Regions from separate parts of the Mus musculus genome. Here region 2 is linked to region 1. A link is a contact called in public promoter capture Hi-C data. All regions are on one chromosome and are shown on one strand. Each heading gives the region's core, a stretch centred on a gene start, on an enhancer-like site or on the middle of the called end of the contact. The rest is flanking DNA. Distances are from core to core; before and after follow the strand shown. Region 1 has its middle 50 kb from the start of Cxcl12. Region 2 has its middle 20 kb from the start of Gm9946.

What was found. Promoter capture Hi-C pulls out the DNA fragments that hold promoters and counts their contacts.
Region 2: a promoter capture Hi-C map of hippocampal neurons shows a contact between it and region 1, with 3 times the contacts expected there. The contact joins two enhancer-like sites. A contact is called at or near these places in 1 of 39 promoter capture datasets (hippocampal neurons), 1 of 484 Hi-C or Micro-C datasets (bone marrow-derived macrophages) and 1 of 115 datasets of contacts at active chromatin or transcription factors (acute myeloid leukemia).

The regions. Positions count from the first base shown.
Region 1 is chr6:117,215,291-117,221,075 of GRCm38.p6, reverse strand. No RefSeq gene overlaps it. Among named protein-coding and RNA genes, the nearest start is that of Cxcl12, 50 kb to the right of the region's middle. Within about 2 kb of position 1,850, at least 30 of the 459 cell types and tissues checked have an H3K27ac peak or open chromatin away from gene starts, as enhancers often do. A contact at or near this core is called in hippocampal neurons, where this site is marked.
Region 2 is chr6:117,576,564-117,582,103 of GRCm38.p6, reverse strand. No RefSeq gene overlaps it. Among named protein-coding and RNA genes, the nearest start is that of Gm9946, 20 kb to the right of the region's middle. Within about 2 kb of position 4,008, at least 9 of the 459 cell types and tissues checked have an H3K27ac peak or open chromatin away from gene starts, as enhancers often do. A contact at or near this core is called in hippocampal neurons, where this site is marked.

The DNA.
Region 1 (5,785 bases), core at 601-3,100:
AACATTCTTAAAAGACATTTGCTCAAAGGACCTTTGCTGGTGGGAAAGTTCCCGGGCCTTCATTCTTGGCTAGGAAAAGAAAACATTGTTCAAACAGGTGGGTGAGCGTTAGCTTCAGGGAACGCTGAGAAAGAAAAACTAGAGACCTTACCCAAAACATTCACGGCCTGACCTTTGCAGGTGTCACAGGATCTTATATCCGGAAGTCCGGAGGACAGCCCCTCTCCCCTCACTTCAGGGCCCTTTGCGAGGGTGCCTGTTGCCAGCTGAAGTTAAAGGGCAGCAACCATCAGGGACAAGGTTAACCCTGTACACGTGAGGCCCGGGCTCTGTCATGCATGCTTGTGAATGGTTGGAAGTCTCTACTGCAAAGGGCCTGCCTGGGCCTCAGAAAGCACCTGATGGCTGAGGGCTACCCCCTCACCAGTGAATGGAGATCTGTCCTGATGGTCAATTTGGTTTATAAATCTGTGCTTTTTAAAGAAAGCATTTGGGAGATTTTATGTATAAAACTCTTGAACAATTTACTCTGGGTAATTCATAAGGCCTAAAGTCCTATAAGACTGAGCTCAGGGACCTGGGCCTCTGCATTTCCTGCTCCCATCCCCTATTCAGGCACCCAGGCACCCTGGCAGCTATGTGCTCTGTCCTGTCTCTCCCCTCTGTTGGAGACTTCCTCTATACTCCAGAACTCTCGGGGGCCTCCTATGTAACAGAGGGACACATTCCTTAGATATCAATAAGCCGACTCTATCAACCACATTGGTGAGAATTCCCAGTAAAGAATGCAAAGAAACAGAAAGATCTGCTTATGTGCAGTGGACCCTTGAACTGGTTTTTTTAATGTTCTTTGCTGAATTGGAACAGCAGCCAGCTAGGAGTGGCCGGAAAGAGAATGGCATCTGTAGGGCTCCACATGGGGGCATGGAGCTGGGCAAGGGAGTGTTCTGCTTAGAGCCAAGGACCCTACAGGGGTGACAGAAGGTGACAGGGAAGGAAGAAGGGAGGATGCTGCGCGTGCACAGCCCCCACTGCTCTCCAGCCGCGCCCTTACTCTGACTCTTTGTGATTCACACAGTTTGAGACATGCAAGGCAGATCTTCAATCCATTTCTTAAGTGACCCAGAGTGCCTAAAAATGGGATTTTACAATATCATAAACTTAATGCCTGAATCCCAATTCTAAACTCCAAGCTGTGTTTTTCTCTATCTCACAGAAGGACAAAGAAGGAAAAGGCCAGAGAGCAGGCCATGACTCCATTCTTGGATCCTTGTGCCTACTAGGTGCACAACAAAGACCTTGATTGTGTTCTAAGGGTCTTGTACCTACTTTGTGCACAACAACTTTTGAATGAATACATGATGGATAACAACAAGAGATTTTTTAAAAGTAGCAAGTGCGTTATGCCAAGAATGTTTTCAATTTCCAGGTTCTGTCATTTATCTTAGTTTTTAAAACAGTCTGCATATGTGGCTTATGAAAGTCAGTGGTGCAGTTCAGAAACAGAGAAACTGCGTGACCCAGCCATGCTTTGCCAAAGGCAAAATGCAGAGTAGGTAGGTTGATACTATGGCAGGAAACCAGCCCTGTAACCCGACCCAGAGAGCTGTTTATGCTCTGACTCTTGAGCAATATGGCTCAGAGATTCAGAGAAATGTTGTGTTGTGAGTTTTTAGGGGGCAGTGAGGGTGGCTCTCACTCTTTCTCACTGGAGGGCCAAACCTCAATATCCAGTGCCTCACCAAACACTCTCCAAGCCTACCACTGCCCCCCCCTCCTGCTCTAGATGAGCCTTAGTCATACATGCACACACACACACACACACACACACACACACACACGCACAGTCTGCTCTCTCTTTGCAATAGGCTCAGCACACCACAGTAGGCAGATCTGCCTAGGTAGTCGCCTGCACCAGTACCAAGAACGGAGTGTCTCAAATCCATGTCAGAATCAGAATCACCTGGCAGGCTTGCAAAAACAGCATGCTGAGCCCAACTCTATTGGTTCGAATTTGAGAGGTCCAGATGGAGGCTAAGAAGCTGTGTGTGCTACTGATGCTGCTCAGTCAGAGATGAAAGACAAGAAAGGCATCAGGCTGGCACTGACACACTTTTATAGCCAGGTTTCATCCAGCTCTCTGTCCTTTATGCTCACCCAGCAGTCAGGGATCATGTGTGTGTTCCCAACCGCACACATCCTGTGTGTGCCTTGAATGCTTTCCTCTTGCACCTTTCTTCAGGCTCTGCACCCATCCTCAGACCCTTCCACACAGTGCAGACCTCACTGCTCAGATTTTCTCAGCTCCCTTAGCAGAATCCCCTGCCTTGCTTTTAAAGGGCTTACTAGTTTCTTTCTTCTGGTTTTGGGGGACAGGGTCGCACAGCGGCTCAGTAACAGGCTTTGGGCACTAGCGGGACTGCTTTCAGTTCCCCCTTCTTCAACTGGCAAGCTGTGTGAGCCAAGATGTGGGGGCCTTGGGATCTCCAGGCCTTGGTTCCCTCCTCTGTGTGAGGACAGAAATTCATATTGAATTTAAGACCTGTCTGTGTTTTGTTGTTGTTGTTGTTGTTGTTGTTATGTTGTTTCGATCCTTCCCTTTGAATGTGACTGGCTTTCAAGACTCACTGTAACAAACAGCATGCAGTAGAAATGACACTGTAATTCTGAGATGAGGTCAAGTAAGCCATGCAGTTTCTGCAGACTGCTTTATGATACTTCTACTTGATACTCAACTCCTCTCCATGAGTGAGCCAAGCACTACCTGAAGATACCACATAGGCAACTTCAGCCAGGGTCTCAATGGAGGACCCAGATGATGTCACATCCACACTAACTGAGGCTCAATGTGACTTCAGTCCTCATCACCTGTCTTACTCCACTATGTGTTGCTATAATGAAGTACCTGAGGTTGGGCTTTAACTAAGAAAGGAGGGTTGTTTATCTCTCAGTTTTGGAGTTTTGCAAATATAATACTTGCCTGGTACTACAGATCATGGGTAGAACATTTGCCCTGTATGTCCAAATTTCTGGGCTCCATCCCCAATAATTCAAATAATAAATAGTGATAGCTCAACTTCAGAATCTGCTTGAGTGTAGGAAAGGCTTGCTGGATACTTCAGGCCATGGTGGATGATGGGAACACATGACAAAACAGCAAGAAAGAGGGAGCCTGGAGCATGGCTGCCTTGTAGAAACTCATCCTTGTGAAAACCAACCATATGCCAGCAAGATTTTGTTGACAGGACCCTGATATAGCTGTCTCTTGTGAGGCTATGCCAGTGCCTGGCAAATACAGAAGGATGCTCACAGTCATTTATTGGATGGAACACAGGGCTCCCAATGTAGGAGCTAGAGAAAGTACCCAAGGAGCTAAATAAAGGGATCTGTAACCCTATAGGAAGAACAACAATATGAACTAACCAGTACTCCCCAGAACTATGTCTCTAGTTGTATATGTAACAGAGGATGGCCTAGTCAGCCATCAATGGGAGAAGAGGCCCTTGGTCTTGGGAAGATCATATGCCTCAGTACAGGGAAATGCCAGGGCCAGGAAGTGGGAGCGGGTGAGTTGGGGAGCAGGGCAGGGGGGCAGTATAGGGGGCTTTCAGGATAGCATTTGAAATGTAAATGAAGAAAATATCTAATAAAAAATGAAATGAAAAAAAGAAAATATCTAAACCACATAGAAAAGAAAAGAAAAGAAAAGAAAAGAAAAGAAAAGAAAAGAAAAGAAAAGAAAAGAAAACCAACCATTACCTGAGAGCTACATTACCCCTTTGAGAAGGCCATACCATAATCACCTAATTGTCTTGTTCTGGGCACTTCCCTTTAAGGGTTCCTAACCTCCACACTGCCACTGGGGACCAAGTTGCTACTACATTAAACACACTCAAAGCATATCAACCCCTAGCACCATCCAACCATGAGCACATGGGGTCAGCCATCACCACTGAGTCTACCCACCTCCAGAACCAAGAGAATCGACAAGGAAATGGCTATTGCCAGTTTGTAATGATGTCCAGAGATAAGTTAGGCATATTCACTTTGGTGGTTAAATGAGACTATGGAAGTATAGAGTGCTGTCTGACATGCAGTGGGCACACAGTGACTCCCTTACTGGCCCAGTACCCAGCTTTGTACTAATCTGACCCACATAATTTTAGGAATTGGGATGACAAATCTCAGCAAGTAAAAGCCCTTGCTACCAAGTCTGACAACCTGAGTTCAATCCCCAGTGCCCACATGGGGAAGGAGAGAGCCAACTTCTCCCATGTTGACTTCTACACACATGTGGTAGAACACACATGTGCACACACACATAGATAAAAAATGAATGAACATATAAAGTATTGAAGTTTGGACTATTTGCCCTCCTCTAAGTTGCCTGTTATTCCCCCAAACACTTAGACCCCAGAGTCTCTTGCTGTAGATTTCTTCAAAAGCTTAAGGATGATGGTCAACCTTGTGACTTTATTTTGCTAAGAGGTGTTTCTGCTCATTTCCAGTGGAGAGATGCACTGTAGGGTTGTGAGGAATCAGAGCCCTAGATGGACCTGCACTCTGGCTATTGAGACCATCTCTTACCCCTGGTCCGAGCCTACTGTCCAACAGCCATTGGCATTTCAGCTTCCAGAATATGAATACTGCTAATAGAGCACCAAGAAGTGATATTCAGTGATTTCTAGGGTTTGGCATCAGCAGTGGCTTAGATACTTCAGCCTTTCAATGTACCCTCTTGGGACTAGTACTGTCACACTGCTATGTATTAGTCTGTGTTCTCTAGGTTAACAAAACCTATAGGATATAGATGTGTGCACGGTATGTTCTAAAAGAACTACCTCCCATGATTGTGGTCATCATCAGAGCATTCCAGAAGGCTGCAGCTTCAGGACCAGTTGGAACTACTGGTCAAACCCAAAATATAAAGACAATTTATAAAAATCCAAAATAGAAGTCAGAACCATTGAGGAGGTGTTGTGGTTTCAGTTTGAAAAGTCCTCCCAAAGACTCATGCAATTGAAAGCTTTAGACCTAGCTAGCACAGCCATTTTCAGAGGTGGGAGGGACCATGGGGCACAACTGGTTCATGAGCACTCTAATTTCATGCCATCATGAATTGATTTATAGGCTACTAGGATATTCTTCCATGAGGTGACTCCAGTGGAGAGCCCTAATGCAGTGAAGCTAGTCACTGGGGGCGTGGCCTCATGGTGTGCTTCATCCTTTCTCATTCTCTCCAGCTGTGGCCACCACAAGACAATGGACGGTATTGTCCTTTACCATGTCCATCCTTATGTCCTGTCTTACAGTGGCCAGGAAACAGTGTGGCCAAATGACCACAGACTTAAAGAGTTCTGAAACTATAAGCACAATTACTACAATTTCATGTGCCAGGCACTGGAATCCAAGGTCTATGGCATGCTATCTGGCAGTCAATCATTGAGCTATATCTCCAGTTCTCTATGAACCAAAATAAGTCTTCTATCTATCTATAAATTTATATTTTTCCTAAAGTATTTTGTGACACAGATCTAGCTGCTTAGAATCAGCTGATAAGTTTATCTCACCTAAAATTCACATTTAGAGTGATATAGAAACTGTTCCTCAACTTGATGTTTGATCAAATATCTGGGTGCCATGGCCTGGCCAAGCTGGAAAATAAAAGGTCATCTCAGGCTTTGTTTCTTGGAGTCTGGATGCCATGCTGTGAGCCACTAAGTCACCACCCAGCCTGTGTGCTGCTAACTCAAGTGGCAGGTATGGAGGGCAGGTGTCCTGGGAG
Region 2 (5,540 bases), core at 2,759-5,258, 360 kb before region 1:
TCAATTGTCTCATATAGTGAGCTTACAATGATGACTTAAGCATCCCTCTTTTCCTCTTCAATATAAACACCAGCAATGTTACATCTGAAAAGTTCTTGCCCATGGATACCATTGTTTCCTTAATAGCCAGCTTGCCCCTGGGCTCCTGCTTTTCAACTTAAGTGGGAAGGGCTTTAAAACTATCTTCCAGAGAATGGTTATTTCTTCTATTTGGAGACCTGTCAAAGAGTTAAACCTTAGAGCCAGGGTGAGGCTGCAGGAGAGCAGGCCTGGGCTGGAGTGCTGACTGGTGGTGTTTGTGAGGGACTGACCTCCCTGGGCCACAGATGCTTCATCTGGGGGGAGGAACTAGCATTAAGTCACCCAGACTGGGAATCTGCTTGGTGCCTCCTGGGTCCCTGGAACTTGGCAATGAAGGTGCTGAGGGGGAGCCGAGGGTGTCAACAAGAAGCAAGTGAGTCACCATAGGTTGGGACAGGCACCCAGAGGAAACAGAACAGTGACAGAGGATAGGATGTACTGTAGACACCGTTGTCAAAAGACCTCATCGAGGGGGTGACAATGGAGCTGATTGTAACTTAATCCTGATTGTGACATCCTGGAGATGATGAGCGTAAACATAGGCTGGTCACAGAGGAGGAGGTATACAAAAAGAACTAACAGCGTTGGGGTCAGGGACAAAGCCATGGTTAGGATCTAGGGGCTGGGCTCTTATATATCCTAAGAGTCTGTCATGCACAGCTGATTCTAAAGTTTTTAAGGGGCCCACTCTATTATTATACAGACGACTCCACCAGCATGAAGTGTTCTGCACACCTGGTTTCTGAGACAGTGGAAACAAATTTCAAGTCATGAATTCCATTGTGGACCAAATTTTCTGGATTGGCCTATTACATTGGTTTCAAATTAGATGGCTATCAAACCATTTTGGCTCTCTGTTGAGTTGATTCAGCCAAGAAATTAGCTCACCTCCTGACTTGAAAGATGAGAAGCAAGTAGTGGTTGCAGGCCAGAGGCTTGCAGAAATCTTCCAAGGCCAGGTGGCTTTGGTAGCAGCGTTGAGACTTAGCTGTTAAAGGCCTGCTCTCCAGGCAGTGGTACCCCTGAGAGGTGACTGGATTCAAGGAGGATGCTATCTGCATCAATGGGCAAATCTGGTGATGAGCTCATAGTGGAACTGGCTCTTAGGAAGTGCAGCCAAGTTGAGGAAGTAGGTCACTGGAGATGGGACCTTTGAAAGGTTTTGTCTTTATCCCCAGATACTTCTTTGTTTTTGTTCTCTGCTCCCTGGATGCCTCCGGTGAGTAGCTTTCTTCCGTGTGTGTCTGCCACGATGTTCTATGTCACCATAGGACTAATAACAATGGACTCATGGGCTGCTGAGGCTGAGACCAGAAACCCAAATAAACCTTTCAGACCTTAAGATGATTTTTTTCCTGATATTTTTTCACAACAATGAAAGATAGACCACTGGAATGTACTCTGCACCCTAGGCGTCCTCCATCTTTGTCCTGAAGAGAATACTAGAGTGGACCCATTACATTGGGCTTCCTGACACCAGACGTGGGTACTTGCATTTGAGCATGTACTTTTGTCTTTTCCAGTCTCTAGGTTTTTAAACTTAGCATACAAAGTAATGGATTTCAGTATGGAATTTGTGCCTGTGTGCATGTGTGTTGCAGTTACTCTGGGTTCCTATCCGTTCCCCAGCCTTCTTTAATGTCTGCATCATCTTGGTGATCTTATTCATGCCCCCAAGTTGTCCTTACTTCTGCCTTCATGACATACATATTCCATTGCCTTCTGTTTTCCCCCACAATTCTCTATTTCCTTCTCCTCTCTAAGTGTCTCTGTGTGCATGTCTCTCTGTGTGTGTATCTCTCTCTGTGTGCCTATGTAAGTTTAAATTTAGATTTTTTATATGAAAGAAAATATGGCATTTGTCCTTCTGTGTCTGGCTTATCTTGCTTAACAAGTTCTGTTCTGTTCATTTCCCCAAGTATGCTGTGCTTTTATTCTGCTTTATGACTGAAAAACATTCATTGCTTACACGTACCACATTTTCTCTATCCATTGCTTTAACTGGAACCTGCTGGTTCTATATATTGCTAATGTGAGTAGTACAGCAATTAAACATGGTTGTGCAAACATCGCTGTGGTATGCTGAGTTAAGAATCCTTTCTGTATATACTTAGAAAAGTGGTGTAGTGGGAACATGTAGTAGTTCCAGTTTTAGTTTCTTAAGAAACCTCCATACTGATTTCCAAACTGGTGTCTCCAATTTACCTTTGTATCAGTAGTATATAAGTACCACCCCTCCCCACCATATGTTTATTTTGATGATAGTGTTTCTGACTGGGGTGAGATGAAATTCCAAAGCAGTTTCAATTTGAATGTTTCTGATGGCTAAAGATGTTGAACAGTTTTAAAAGTATTTATTGATCATTTGTATTTCATTTTTTGAGAAGTTAACTTGATGGTTTTGCTGTTTAGTTTTTGGAATTCATTGTAGGTGACAAGGATTCCCCACCCCCCTTTTTAGTTTGAGTTTTGTATTTGTCTATCAGGCCATACACTGAGGCTCAGACATCATATGAAAGAGCCTGGAAGGGAGGATCTGAATGGGGTGGCTGGGGTAAAAAGGACTTGCAGTCTAGGATCTTCCCCCATCCCTTCCTTTGGGATTGGCTAGAGTAAAGCACAAAGCACAAAGACAGTCTATTGAAGGCACTTTTGGTGTCCTGGGCTTCTTTTGCTAATTCTGGCTTCTTTCCCAGGTTCAAGGCTTGCTTTGGAGACAAATCACTGAGGTCCATGGCAGGTATAGAGTGGAGTTCAAATCTGCTCTTTGAGAAGAGAAGCCCAGAAGAGAGTGGATTCTTGAAGCCCCATGGAGGGCTAGCTACATTTTACCTGGAGACAAGATAATCTGAGGGGCGAAGCCAGTGATGCAGAGCACCAAGACTCAGAAGATGAATATTGTGCCTGCTTTGGCGAGACATGGTTCAGACTCAGAAGGAGTATGTAACGATAATAAAGAGAAGATATGATGATATCAGAGAGTTCTGTATTATGTGCAACACAGAATGTAAAGAAGATGAAACAGAAAACAGACCTGAGGCTTCCAGGCTGTCCACGCCTCTGTGCTAACAAGTTAGATGAGTACTGACTGGCATGAAAGAGTTCTCCATGAGGCCATCTAAGCAAAGAATACTGAACAGGACAAGCGTTTCTGAGCAGAAACCAGACACGACTATCTGATGATTCTAAAGAGGGCAGGGGTCCCTTTACATCAGACCCGTCAGATGCAAAGTAAGAGTGAGTAGGTGAGTCTGTGTGAGAGGACTCTGTGTCACTTTAGAAAGTCCGAGTTTATTTGCTCCATGCATAGTGTCAAACAGGTGGTTGTAGATCTGTTCTTTTGTTTAGGAAGAATGACTATTGTAGGAGGACACAGGGCAAGGTTGGGGACAGGGAGAGCATAGGAGTCAACTGAAGAGGTGAAATCACCGTTTTGACCTGAGGATGGGCAGATAAAGATGTATTCATTCACTTAGCTAGACCTGTGTACAGCCTGATTAGACTCAGATCAAATGGGAGCTCGTGGCAGAGCCACATGGGATGTGTGCCTCATGTTTCCACATTTCCACTGAGTCACATTCAGAATTTGTGATGTGCAATTCCACTCGAAGGCTGTAGATCTGAAACCTACAGGAGTGGGCCTGGATATGAGCAGCACCTGCAGTCACTGTAATGTCTGCCCAGATGGTGTTGCTCATGGGTTGCTCGGAACAGAGTCAGCTCCCCAGTGCCCCAGTGCCCCAGTGCAGGAATGCCCAGGCAGAGAGTAGTAGGAAGGCTCCAGTCTAGGACAGAGTTTAGACTTTATGGTTTTAGAGCCCCTTGCCCATTTGTGATGTGGCATGAATCTGTACATCCATCACAGCTACATTTAGCCACTGATAACCATGGGGAGGGCCCAGAAGAGTTAAAATGTTTGCTTTCCTGAAGCTTGCCTTGTGCAAATGGCAAAGCCACACAGCAGCTGACAGACTCCTGTGCAGCACGTGTCAGTACTGTGGGAATCGCATACTAATCTGCTTGTCACGTGTGGTGGCCAGCTCTTCCCATGTGCTGAATTTTATTAAATTATCCAAAAAGCCTGACACAGAAATGTCTTTGTGCTTTTAAAGTCAGTTAGTGGTTTGTTTTGTTTTTAAGAGAAAGTGGCCTTTAGAGATAAGGGAAGTATATTTTGGTCAAAATTTACTGTCATTTAAAAGCTGTTACAAAACAGGGATAATTAGAGAAGCTGGTGGCGGTTAATTAAACTGTGTGAGCGAATGCTATGTCATCCCAGTTCTCAGCACAGAACCCTCTCGGCTTAGGATGGTTGCTGGTAGGAGGAGAAGAAAGCCCAGTTATTCGGAAAGAGAATTTTCAGATTCTGGATTTATGTTAAAAAGAGACACTTTTTGAAACTCTGTGTAAATGGCATCACATCTGGTACCAGATATTCCAGAGTCAGGGTCCAGGGACCCACAGATTAAAAGGAAGCCTGGGCCCTCTCGTGTCTAGAATAGATGACCAAAAGGAATATGGGTGTGTTTGCACAGAATCTCACTTACAAGAGATCAGAGGGTTTTTCAAAGCGCTTCTTGAGCGTTTTCCTGGCACTTCTCTTGGCAGTGGCACTAGGTTGTAGTGGTTCTGGAACTTGTTTTGTTGACTTCTGCACATCATCTGGAGCACAGGGCATGTGTGACACGAGTGGAGACACAGTCCCAGTCGGGACATTGCCACCTTTTAAGCTTTTGGCACAGTAGCCATTCCGAGTGCCTCATGTTCTTGTATTGACCAGCCTGTCTTCTTGGAAATTATCATCTCACCTTGGTTCTTTGAAGTGAACTTGTTAAATGCCCACATTCTGAGATGTCGTCTATCACATTGGGAAGGAAAGACAAAAAGACATCCTTTAAAAACTCGCATGGATGGAGAAAAATTTCCGAGTCACAAAATGATTTGACATGTTAAGTAAAACAAGCTCTGAAATTGTGTTTCCAGTCACACTAATGAAAATGAGCCCTTCTCTGGACTTCCTTAGCTGTTACAGCTAACATAAAATAGACTTCATAATAAAAGATGATACTGTCCAAGGGCATTTCGGTTGGCTTGCTTCTCTTTCTACAGAGAGCCTAGAGCCACAGGCTCTGGTCCCTGCTCCATGTCCTGGGCCCACATCATATCTCATGCTCCTCTTGAGTTCTGGTCAGAGGTCACATCCCAGAGGTCACATTCCTCTTGCCTCAGGGATAATTGCACAAGTAATTGTTAGAAATACTATCTCATGGCCTTTCAAAGGTGTCTATGCCACATGCACCTGAAGTTAGCAGACATTATGGACTTTGATGGGGTGTTTATGTCTGTCTTTAATGGAAATGGAAGCTCCTGTGTTTTGTTTCAGTAATTCCCGTCAAACTCCAGTGTGTGTACTAAGTCTGCCTTCCCTCCCACTGTTCAGTCTCCTTGAATGGAGAACA